Linked DNA regions of Danio rerio: region 1 is linked to region 2. Evidence: chromatin contacts called from public HiCAR-type data. All regions are on one chromosome and are shown on one strand. Each heading gives the region's core, a stretch centred on a gene start, on an enhancer-like site or on the middle of the called end of the contact. The rest is flanking DNA. Distances are from core to core; before and after follow the strand shown.

What was found. HiCAR-type assays count read pairs that join an accessible place to other places.
Region 1: a contact with region 2 is called in a HiCAR-type map of caudal fin, with 16 times the contacts expected there. The contact joins the promoter of irx5a here to the promoter of irx3a in region 2. A contact is called at or near these places in 11 of 18 Hi-C or Micro-C datasets (caudal fin, embryo, fibroblasts and 2 more) and 3 of 4 datasets of contacts at active chromatin or transcription factors (caudal fin, embryo and gastrula embryo).

Annotation. Positions count from the first base shown.
Region 1 is chr7:35,817,672-35,823,311 of GRCz12tu, reverse strand. irx5a (iroquois homeobox 5a) reads left to right here and starts at 1,792. Exons shown (of 3, transcript NM_001045227.1): 1 at 1,792-2,317; 2 at 3,350-3,755; 3 at 4,296-5,285. The coding sequence starts at 2,075. The coding sequence ends at 4,987.
Region 2 is chr7:36,147,149-36,152,738 of GRCz12tu, reverse strand. irx3a (iroquois homeobox 3a) reads right to left here and starts at 2,214. Exons shown (of 4, transcript NM_001320125.1): 1 at 1,790-2,214; 2 at 107-1,136. The coding sequence starts at 2,002. The region is part of intron 7 of LOC141375396 (a long non-coding RNA gene); the gene reads right to left. LOC141375397 (a long non-coding RNA gene) reads right to left here. Exons shown (of 3, transcript XR_012383392.1): 3 at 4,052-4,128.

The DNA.
Region 1 (5,640 bases), core at 543-3,042, 330 kb after region 2:
AAGAAAGAAAGAATAATGTTTTTTATATTTAAAGATAAATAAATACAAGGTATATGGAGTTTTATAATAATTAATTGTTATAAAAGCGATCATTATTTAATTTCAGCATTACAATATGTCGAAAAATAACCCATATCCTTCTTGTTCCTCAAATGAATTTTAGTAATGTATATGCACTCGCGGGTGGTGCAGATACAACACAAACATATTCAATATCGCAGTCGACAACGCGGAGTTTCGCACTTCTCCAGTTTGTTTTGCTTTGAACTTAACATTTGTCCACTGAGTTTGAGCGTCATCATTCTTCACTCTTGAGAGAGCAGTAGCACGTGACCTCATGCACACACTCTGTAGAAGCGCCTACAGCGATCCCTTTCGGCTCACAAAGACTTTAACAAGTGAGCCAGATCATTGACTTTACTTATTTGTTTAGATTAAGCTTTTTATTATTATTTATGATTAGTATTGTATGCATTCACCGGCTTACCTGGCAATAGGGGAAATATATGGTAAATAATGCTAAATTAATAATGCAACTTTGTGGCCAATTTCACCACTTGTGTGAATGCTTGTGTACGGCATTTAAATTAAGAAAATAATGATGAACATGGCATTCAATTCAGCTTGCTCTTTTATTAAGTTTCTCAGTTATGTTTATTTGTTGATTATCGGATTAGTACAAAATGCATTTTAGCTACCTAAACTAATATATCTCCATTGTTAACATGGACGCACACAATTTAGTTTGACGGCAAACAGAATAAAATGCACGAAGAGATCTTCCACCGCAGAGGAATATATCTGTTTGAATCAAAGGGGCTTAGAGCCCCTGGTCGTGGTGGATTTGCCGTGGTTCATATGGTCTTAATCTGTCTGCGCTTGGGGCTTTGGTGTAAAGGAGAAGAAGATCTGGTTTGTTCCGGGATCTAAGGCGAAAACTGTCCAGCGGACAAATCAGTTAACACCTGTCAAAAGTTACTTCTTCACTTTCTTACCGCTGAGAATTGATCTAAGCGCGCATGCAGTCTTTGTTAACAGCTTTGTTTCTGTAAAAAGAAAACACATAGCGATATGTTTATAGGGTAAAATTAAGCAATATAATCTCCCTCTCCAAAAAGTCTCCATAATTTACAAAACCAAAGAACACAACGTCAAAACCTGCCCGCGTTCAGCTGACACGACGGCTCGATGCATTACCGACTGTCGCGTCTTCTTAGTAAAATTATAGATATCTACACGCGTCAAACAAGCGCACAATGAACGCTCAGAACCGAGCTGGGTGAAGAGCTGCAAACAGTACTTGTAGCGTCTCCTGTTGTATCTGGCAAGCCGTCCCAGGAAGATAACAGTCCATTTGGTATTAATCGTGTGAAAATGAAAGCTTCGTCTATTTAGAAAATGAGGAAAGTTGAAGTTGATGCACTGGCTCGCATGAGACCGCCATCCAGGGGCTGTAGCTGCTCAGTCTAAGGCAATGAGGCTTGTTAGAGACAAAAATAGGGGGATAGCGGGGGAGATTGTTAGTGAGTGCCAGGGTACGAATGCTGTGTGTGTGTGTGTGTGTGTGTGTGTGTGAGTGAGAGAGAGAGAGAGAGAGAGAGAGAGAGAGAGAGAGAGAGAGAGAGAGAGAGAGAGAGAATCGATTCAGGCTGGGCTGCTGTAACCCAGCTCCAGTTTGCCTTTTCTTTCGATGACTACACCCCGAGAGGAGGAGCGAGAGGCTCATAGTAGGCGTCAGAATCCTCAGTTTTCAACTTAGCATCCTGGCAGGACACTCTCCGAAGCAAAGCCCCATCTGAGAGCAAAAAACTTGTCCCGCGCGCTCGGCATGAGAGTCACAGAGCGCTCAGAGGGTGAGAGAGCGCCTCGAAAATCCGCGAGCGAGTCTGACAACGACTGATTAACGAGTGTGAAGTCTATGCAATCGTCGTTCTCTTTAATTTCCATCACTGCTAGACGCGAGGAGGACAGGACGGAGGTCTGTTTACTCGGAACTCTATGAGCGAGCGCGGCGAGCGCGTGAGAGTTTGAGGGAGAAGAACTCAAGTGAGAAGCTTATATTTGGATCTTCACCATGGCGTACCCTCAGGGCTACTTGTATCAGCCATCCGCCTCTTTGGCACTCTATTCGTGTCCTGCCTACAGTACAAGCGTGATTTCGGGACCCCGGACAGAGGAGCTAGGGAGATCTTCCTCTGGCTCTGCTTTCGCTCCCTATGCCGGATCTACAGCGTTCACCAGCGCCTCGCCAGGCTACAATTCCCATCTCCCGTACAGTGCTGATGCGGCCGCCGCTGCTACTTTCACCTCTTATGTGGTGAGTGCGCTTTTTACTCTCTTGTTTAGTTTCTACTTCTGGAAAGTTGGCAAAATACATTTTTACGCTTCGTTGTTATTGATATTGTGCTGCACTAATCATTTGCGCAACATTTGCGGTTTTAGCAATCAAATATGCATTCGCGGAATGTGGCTGGGTTTCATGTCACTTTAAATCATAATGTAGTAAAATATTATTATTATTATTATTATTATTATTATTATTATTATTATTATTAATAATAATAATAAAGTGAAAAAACAAATTGTTTTCAAATAAACATTTGATAAAGTGCACGAGGATATTTTATTGAAAACAAATGCAAAGTATTAAATGCAAACAGAAAAAAACACGCACACATAATTTAAATTATTTACTGAAGGCAAAAGAACAACCATTTAACAATTGATGTTATTTATGTTGTCATTTGTGACAACGTGATTTCTTCAACTATTTGGTCTGTGATGAATATTTCTGATATCAAAGAGAATAAATTATCAGTTGTTCCAATTTGTCTCAGGCGTGTATTTAGTCAAATAAGCTACTTAAAGGAAACATGTTTTACCGGCTATTTAAATGTGGGTTGCGCACACGTAGGCCAGCTCTGGTCAACACGCTGTCAGATGACCCTACATAAAGCTGTAACTTCTAATTAGCTGGCTAATCTGAAAATAAACATAGTCAAAAGTCAGTAAAGCTGTCGAAATGAGATTTATGATCATTAACAAAGAAGGGGGATTTGGAAAGAAAGTTGTAAAAATGTATTTTACAGTCATTCTTTTTGGGTGAAATGAGGCATCTAGCCAAAATTAAACGATAAAATACGTGACCCCGCGGCCTTGTACTTACAATTTCGATTAATTAGACGTAAAGTGTGTACATGTGGCATGCATGTGTGTGTGCGTAAGTGTGTGTGTTTGTTTATGCTGGCTTTTGAGTGTTTGTGTAAGCGATTTGAAAGCAATCCTGCATTGTGCGCAGGTGTCCAAAGTGATATTTTGCTAATGAAACAATTGGTTTGGCTCTTTGCAGAGCTCACCTTATGACCACACGACAGGCATGGCCGGGTCTATAGGGTATCATCCTTATGCTGCTCCCCTGGGCTCGTACCCGTATGGAGACCCAGCTTACCGCAAGAATGCTACCCGGGACGCCACAGCTACTTTGAAAGCTTGGCTTAACGAGCACCGGAAAAACCCGTACCCCACCAAAGGCGAGAAGATCATGCTGGCCATCATCACTAAAATGACCCTCACTCAAGTGTCCACCTGGTTCGCCAACGCCAGGAGGAGGCTAAAAAAGGAGAACAAGATGACCTGGACCCCACGGAACCGGAGTGAAGACGAGGAGGAGGACGAAAACATTGATCTAGAGAAAAACGACGACGACGAGCCAAACAAGCCCACGGACAAGGGAGACTCCACAGACACAGAGGCAGGTCTGTGGAAAAATCATCAATTTTTCATCGCAGTCGTTTCCACTCCGGGCGCAAAATTGATTGCTGGTTAATGGTGGTATATTATTTATAATGGGAGAATTGCTTTAAATAATAATCACCTTGAACTCCTCTAATTTGACTTCTTATGGACTGAGAATTGCTGGTGACGTATGGTGTTTTGCACTTCATTTATCTCGAGCTGCATAATAAGGACACAGCTGGCGCACGGCATCTCATTTATAGCTATGATAATACGGGCCATATTTTATTATCATTATTATTATCAATAATAATAATAATAATAATAATAATAATAATAATAATAATAATAATAATATAAATATTACACATGCATGTTGCACAAAAATAACCGTTTTTATTTTTTTGTTTTTGTTTTAAATTAGTGGAAAATATACAACACGCATCAATTTAAATGTGCATGCGATATGTGAATGATTATTAAAAAAAACAATACATATTTATCCACCAATGTTGCTTAATCAAAATTATTTATTTGATTTGATTTTTTTTTTCTTTTAGATCACAAACTCATCAACCCAGGGGAAATACCATGCGACAGATTTAAAGACGAGACTCATTCTAAAGATCTTGATCCACCTTTGACAGACTCGGAATTAAAAGAAGCAGAGGAGCGGACGGATTTGCTCGCCGAGCAAGCGAAACCCACCACATCCTCTCCCTCCGTTCTACAGAGAGGGAGTGATCTCATTACGCAAGAAAAGCCCTCAGAACCGGGCCACGCCGCGAGCACGGGAAACAGCAACGTAACGTCTGTTATTCATTCTCCCCCCTCGGCGCCCAAACCCAAACTCTGGTCTCTGGCCGAGATCGCCACTTCTTCGGACAGGTGCAAAGGGAGCAGTGAGGCTTCACAGGCCGCGGGTCTGAGTCAAAGCACAGTCATTGCCAGCGCTGCCTCGCCGACCCGGTCCTCCCCTCAGTGCCCTCTCCCTAATAACACTGTTCTATCTCGGCCTATTTACTACACGTCCCCTTTTTACCCAGGCTACACGAACTATAGCACTTTCGGACACCTCCACAGCAGTCATGGCACCAACACCAGCTCAACGGCACATTTCAATGGATTAAGCCAGACTGTTTTAAACAGAGCCGAGGCTCTGGTAAGAGAGAGCAAAGTAAGAAGCCAAACACAGGTAGATCTTTGTAAAGACTCACCTTATGAGCTAAAGAAAGGTATGTCAAACATTTAATACCGGATTCATCGCCAATCACACGGACATTTATTTATTATTTGTGGTTGCCTAAAGAAGAAGCAAAAGAAGACGCATTCTGATTTTAAAAAATCCGAGGACAATTATTTTCTGAGTAAATGCTTATCCTCAAAATCTTAGTTTCTGAATGGTTAATCAAGAGGATGTAATTTCTAAGAATTGTCTTAAACGCTGCAGCCGCCTGAGTCTATTTGTATTAAAGACTAATATGTATATTTAATGTAGCATTTTGTATTTAAAATGGACAATACACTATCTTTGAAGTAAATTATGAAAAGAAAATGTGTGCAGCGACTGATTTGGGAATTTGCATGCTTGTGAATGAGATTTTGATAGCTGCACAAATCAAAGCGATATTATTTACTGACATCATGACCGGGCAAGTGTTATTGCTAAATGCTGAAACGCCTTAAAGTGAAAGCAGTGTGATTGTACTTGTAATTAGCAGGTACACATTGTTTCACGATTCATCGCTTAAAACAAGCAGGAGCGGCACATGTGGAACTCAGGCGGTTTGGGTAAAAGTTATATGAAGACGAGGTTTTATTTGTCGGTTCGATGCAGAGTTTTTTTTCTCCCTAAAGCATTTCAGTCGGGAAATCGCTCATTTCTCTTTTGCAAACAGAGAGATG
Region 2 (5,590 bases), core at 965-3,464:
GAGGAATAAGAATGGTGCGTCTCCAGTCTGTCAGTACAGTCTTAATGATATTAATAAAAAGCAATAATTGCACATCTCTGCGCTTCTCAGTGTGGGTGACATGTACCTGTGACTGTGGACTCGGAGTTTTGACTCCTGTCCTCTGCTTGTCTGCTGTACAGGGCAAGGCCATTCGCCGAAGCCTGGTTACTGAGTCCTAAGTAGTGGTTAGAGTTCAGCAAGGCGAGCTGGTGTGCGGTGAAACCCCGATTTGTCCAGCTCTGGATTTTCCCAACGGGACACGAAAGGAGTCTATGTGGAGTGATGATGGTCTGAGTGGCCGACGCAGCGGAAGTCCCGTTCATCAGAGGAGATTTTCGTGGATTGTCTGGAGTTGTGGCGGTCTCTGCCAAAGACCAGATCTTAGGTTTTGGAGCCGGAGGTGGGTTGTTTTCTGAGGGCGGAGAGTTGATAATGGCCTGGTTGATTTTGACCGGTTCGCCGTTGGCCTGTTCTAAGCTGTTGTGGTGGAGGTGATGGTGATGACTGTGATGGTGAAAGTGCTCTGCGCGGTCGCCGTGAATTTCTTTACCGTCTTTCACCATCGCTTTGAACAATCTTTGCTCCGGCCCTTGTAAATCCTCATAGCCGTCTGAAATTTCTGAGTCACTCCTGCCATCCAGTTTCAAATCAGAATGCAGTTCGTCCTGCTCGTCTAAATCGTCCTTATTCTCAATATTCTCCGTGTCGATATTCTCCAAATCGATTTCCTCCTCGTCCTCGCGTTTGTCTCCGTCATCCCCCTCGTGATCGCTGTTGTAAACATTTCCTTCCTCGTCCGTGCGACTCCGTGGGGTCCAGGTCATCTTGTTCTCCTTCTTTAGCCTCCTCCTGGCATTAGCGAACCAGGTGGACACTTGAGTGAGGGTCATTTTAGTGATGATGGCCAGCATGATCTTCTCGCCTTTGGTAGGATATGGGTTTTTCCGGTGCTCGCTTAGCCAGGCCTTAAGCGTGCTGGTGCTCTCTCTGGTGGCATTTTTGGGTCTGGAAGGGTCTCCGAACTGGTACTGACCATATGGATAAAAAGCAGGATGATGATGAGCAAATCCAGGATGCTGGACGCCCGGGCTGTCCTTTAACTCGTACTGTGCTCCCTTAAAAACACAGAACATTGATTCAACATTAGTGCAATTCCCTATCACTATAATTGGCCTGACCTGGATGTATTGTTTAAGAATATGTTAATTCTGTAAATGATTTTGATTCTATGAGAGCAATTAAAAAGAAAAAAAAATAGATAAAAAACATTGGGCTTATGAACTGTATTAAATTATTTAATAACTTGTCAATGCATTTATATAAATTATTTCACACTGACAAGATATTGCATATATCCTATATTAAAATATCAACAATTAAATGCACGTATATACACACACACACACCACACACATGATATTTTAATATGCACATCTAAAGAAGTAGACTAATAAAATAGTATAGCTATTTTAATTGATTGCAATTCATTAACATCACAATAACACGCTTTTCGCTTATTTTTGTTTTGAACAGCTATTATTTATAACTTTTTAAAACTTTTTTGTCTTTACAAAACATAAAAAAAGCAAAGTTCACAATCATTTAGCAAAACAAGCAGTCGGTAACGACTAGTACAGAAACACGAATTGAAGGATTTTGTTAGGTATTAAGCCGTGGCATATATGTTAAACATGTTTTAAACAGTTAATTTTATTTGTGCAATTATAGTAAGATTAAAAAATTACACGAAAATAAAATGATTACTCACCAGTTGGTTGAAAATGGACAGATCATTTGAATAAGGAAGAAAAGCTCCATAGCTTTGTGCGGCTGCGAAAGGTGATCCGTACATAGTAGAGAGAACATTAGAGAGCGCCCCGGACGGGCTCAGGTCTGTCCCGGCTCGGGCACTGCCTATCCCCTGCCTGTCCTGCGAGTATATGGGTCGGATGTACTGATATCCCAGCTGTGGGAAAGACATTGTTGTGGAGAAAGTCTACTGGAGTCACAAAAAGCGGCGAATCGCCCTCTTGGTGCGCACCACGATATCCACTTTACAGTGAGTACAAAGTGTCAGGGAAGTCTATATTTCCTCCGAAAGAGCCAGTGTAAACGATCCGATTGCGCTTTCCTCCCTTACTTCCCTATTGATCTGAATGGACTAAGGTCAGGTCCTTACAGATTGCTTTAGATTATTGGAACTCCTTTTTGTGATTGACATTTTTAGTCGTTCAGAAGCTCCTCCTATTTCTCAAGTCTCACCCCCACTTACACAGCCTCTCTCTTTCTCTCTCTCTCCCTCCCTCCCTCTTTCTCTCCCCCTCTCTCTCTCTCCGCTCCTGCTCTCCGTCTGGATAAGTCCTCTGACGTCGCCATCTCTTATTTGAATGAGTTTCAAATCTCATTTTATGGCTCGCCAATCATTTCATTTGTTATTTGTTCGCGGCTTCAGCCCTTTCCCATTTTTTTGTTACTTCTCAAAAATGTTGATCCACAAAATGGTAAATATTTTATTCTTGAGTCATTAAGATCTAGTGAGATCTAGTGTTTTTCATTTAGTCGCGTCTTCTTCATGCATGTGAAACGAAAAACTTCAAAGTGTAAATCGGAGAGTTCAGACAGAATTTTGTTTGCGCTGACAAAATACTGAAGGAAAACCTTGTACTGTACGAAGAGCGTTTTTAGTTCATCTTACACGGAACAAGCCAGTCGAGGTCCTCTGACGCCTTTAGTGTGTGAACCATCAAAACATTGGCATTTTACCGTTCGCCTTCTGAGTAAGTTGACAACAAACGAAAAGCTTGAAGAGCAGCACATTTATTTTTTATGTACATATTCACTAAATTACAATTTAGTGTGGTGCATTTACATTTTAACTTAATATTATTACTACTCTTATTATTATTATTATTACTATTATTATTACTATTACTATTATTATGTCATGTAAGTAATACAGTTAAACTGTCAGTCTTCTGGGCGTTTTTGATGTATTAAATTATAATCGCAAATGTTTCAATTGCATTCATGTGTAAAATCTTCTGTTCTTAAAAAACATATTTTAAGCGATTAACCTACCGGATTACTCTACAGATCGACAGATATCCACTGAAAAGATCTGATATAATCCGCACCCTTCTGTAAATAATACGGATTAAAACAAGGACGATGATCACGATTGAAATTCCTTGAATCAATATATGAAAATATGCAGGAAACATCCATAATCGTATTATGCCTCTAGTCTAGTGTCATCATATGTCTGCTAATCGTCTTCCAAACAACGGCACCGATTAGTGCTTTAACGAGTTTCATTTATTTGAATATAGGATGACTAAATCTCAATTCAGTAATGAAAGATTAGGGCAAATCAACTTCGGTTTGGATTTACTGAAGTGGTTTCCAAGAACTTAATGTTCCTCTTAAATCTACCATCTGCTTTTAAAGAGATATTGTTAAGGCATCCCATAATATCTGGAATGGCATTTGTATTGGCTCTTCGCTTATTTAGGGACTCCCAGATTTCCATGTTCTCTTTACCACGTGCCTGCTGTTTTGACGTCTAACAATGCAGGAATACGGGGGTTATTAATTAGAACAGCAGTCTGATGCCATTCAGAGCGCATGGTAATAACTACATAACCGTCAATAACACCCACACGGACCTGCAGAGCTAACAAGAGCTCTTAGCCCACCCGGCTGACCCCACAGCACTGCGCCATCTGGGACAATGCAAAGTACAGCTAACGCTCTACGTTTCAAGCAGTCTGCTTTTCCTTTCAGTCATATTTCACGTTGATTTTACCTACACACATTGGCTGTTATTTTGATGCAAAGTAATTGCGCATTTGGTGAAGCATATAGGACGCACGGTGGAAAAGATAAGCGTGCGGCTGGTGTCCGCCCTGCAGCGCTCTGAGTTCGGATGGACACGTGTCTCATCCCGGGACCTGTCAGGGCCTCAAGGTTTGCCTCTGATTTATTGGCCCAATCAAATACACATGCACTAACTTAACACTTTCACACTGACCCAGGAAACTGGCACAGCCATAAAAGCATTAGGACGGGGTTTTCTTCCTGCCTTCTTCTCCCACCTCTTGGAAGCCCCTGTAACGATGCAAATTAAGTGACAAACCATGATAAAACTATACTACTACTACTAATAATTATTAGTTATAATTCTTGCTTTATAATAACAATAAAACCACACAATTAATTTGTATCTATATTATTATTATTTCCATAAACCAATATAAACTGATATAAATAAATATTTAAAATTTTTTTTTACTTTTAGCATGACTTTATTAAACGCAGACCAACATTTCAAAGCTCGGCACTAATATCACGTGTATAAATAGGGCAATCTTGGATGTGTGACTTGAGGGATGATTTCTGTGACTCCTTTACTAGCAATTATGCAGATGACACCATTTCGCATTCTCCAACACGCATCCAAATAAACAAGCAGAGACGTTGCGCTCAAAAGCGTTTCCTTATGCAATACACAAGATGCCTGCGACAGCGCTGATCAAAGACTTCAAACAGGGGCTCTTCAAATTACACCTCTGAATCAGCTCTATAATGCCAAGGCGACAGAAAACAAGTAACACATATCCCATCGCACATGGTCTTTTAAAGGGGCTTTTCTGATCCGATCTGTTAATTGAGGTGACAAAGGATTTAAAAAGAAAACACACTTAATGACCTTTGATGTGTGTGGTGTATTCGACAGGGGGGGAGGAATGAGAAATATGTGTGTGAGAGAGAGTGTCACTGGTGTAAATCTCATTTTCTTTAACAGCTCTGGCAAACAGGATTTTATTTGGTCAGTTCTCAATATGAGTTTAGAAAGGAAATCAGTTTGTAGGTTCTGTAAGAATTTAGCATCAAAATTTTGGTTACACTAAAGGTAATATAACAGCTTTATCTTCATCAGGCTATAGAATAATTACTTGTGCTGCTTGGTCTAAAAATGAATTTCTTGATTTTTAATAAAAACTAGTTCCAAATTATAATATTATATATAATTACGATTTTAATTAAACAGCAATACATTAAAAGTACACACTATACCCACTCTTATTTGATTTTGCGCACTGATGTTGTTTTATTTTCATATTTAAAACCTTGTGTATGTTGAAAATAAATAAATAACTTTATACCGAAGTATAAAATGACTGAGGGAATGTAATGAAATAATTTAAAGGTTTTTAAAAATGAACTCAGGAGCAAGTATACTTCCTGAAGATGTTTAAAGTTTAATTTTTTACTGTTAGCATAATTTGACTAATGTTATTTTAATTAGGTTTCTCCAATCAATCGTGTCTATTAAATAGATAACTTGCACTGGGGGAGAAAGTGACGAGTTTTGAACTGTTCCCTGGGCACACACAGCAATTTGGAGCAAATTAAGAGTAGTCAATGGACTGCAACTTATTAAAACACTTTAACAAATTGTATCAAACACCAAATTCAAACGGCGACGTCTGTTTTAACCCTTCATTAACCAGAGGACCAAAAGCTCCACAGGGCCGATCTTGTTGTCCGACCGAACATCTACAGGTGG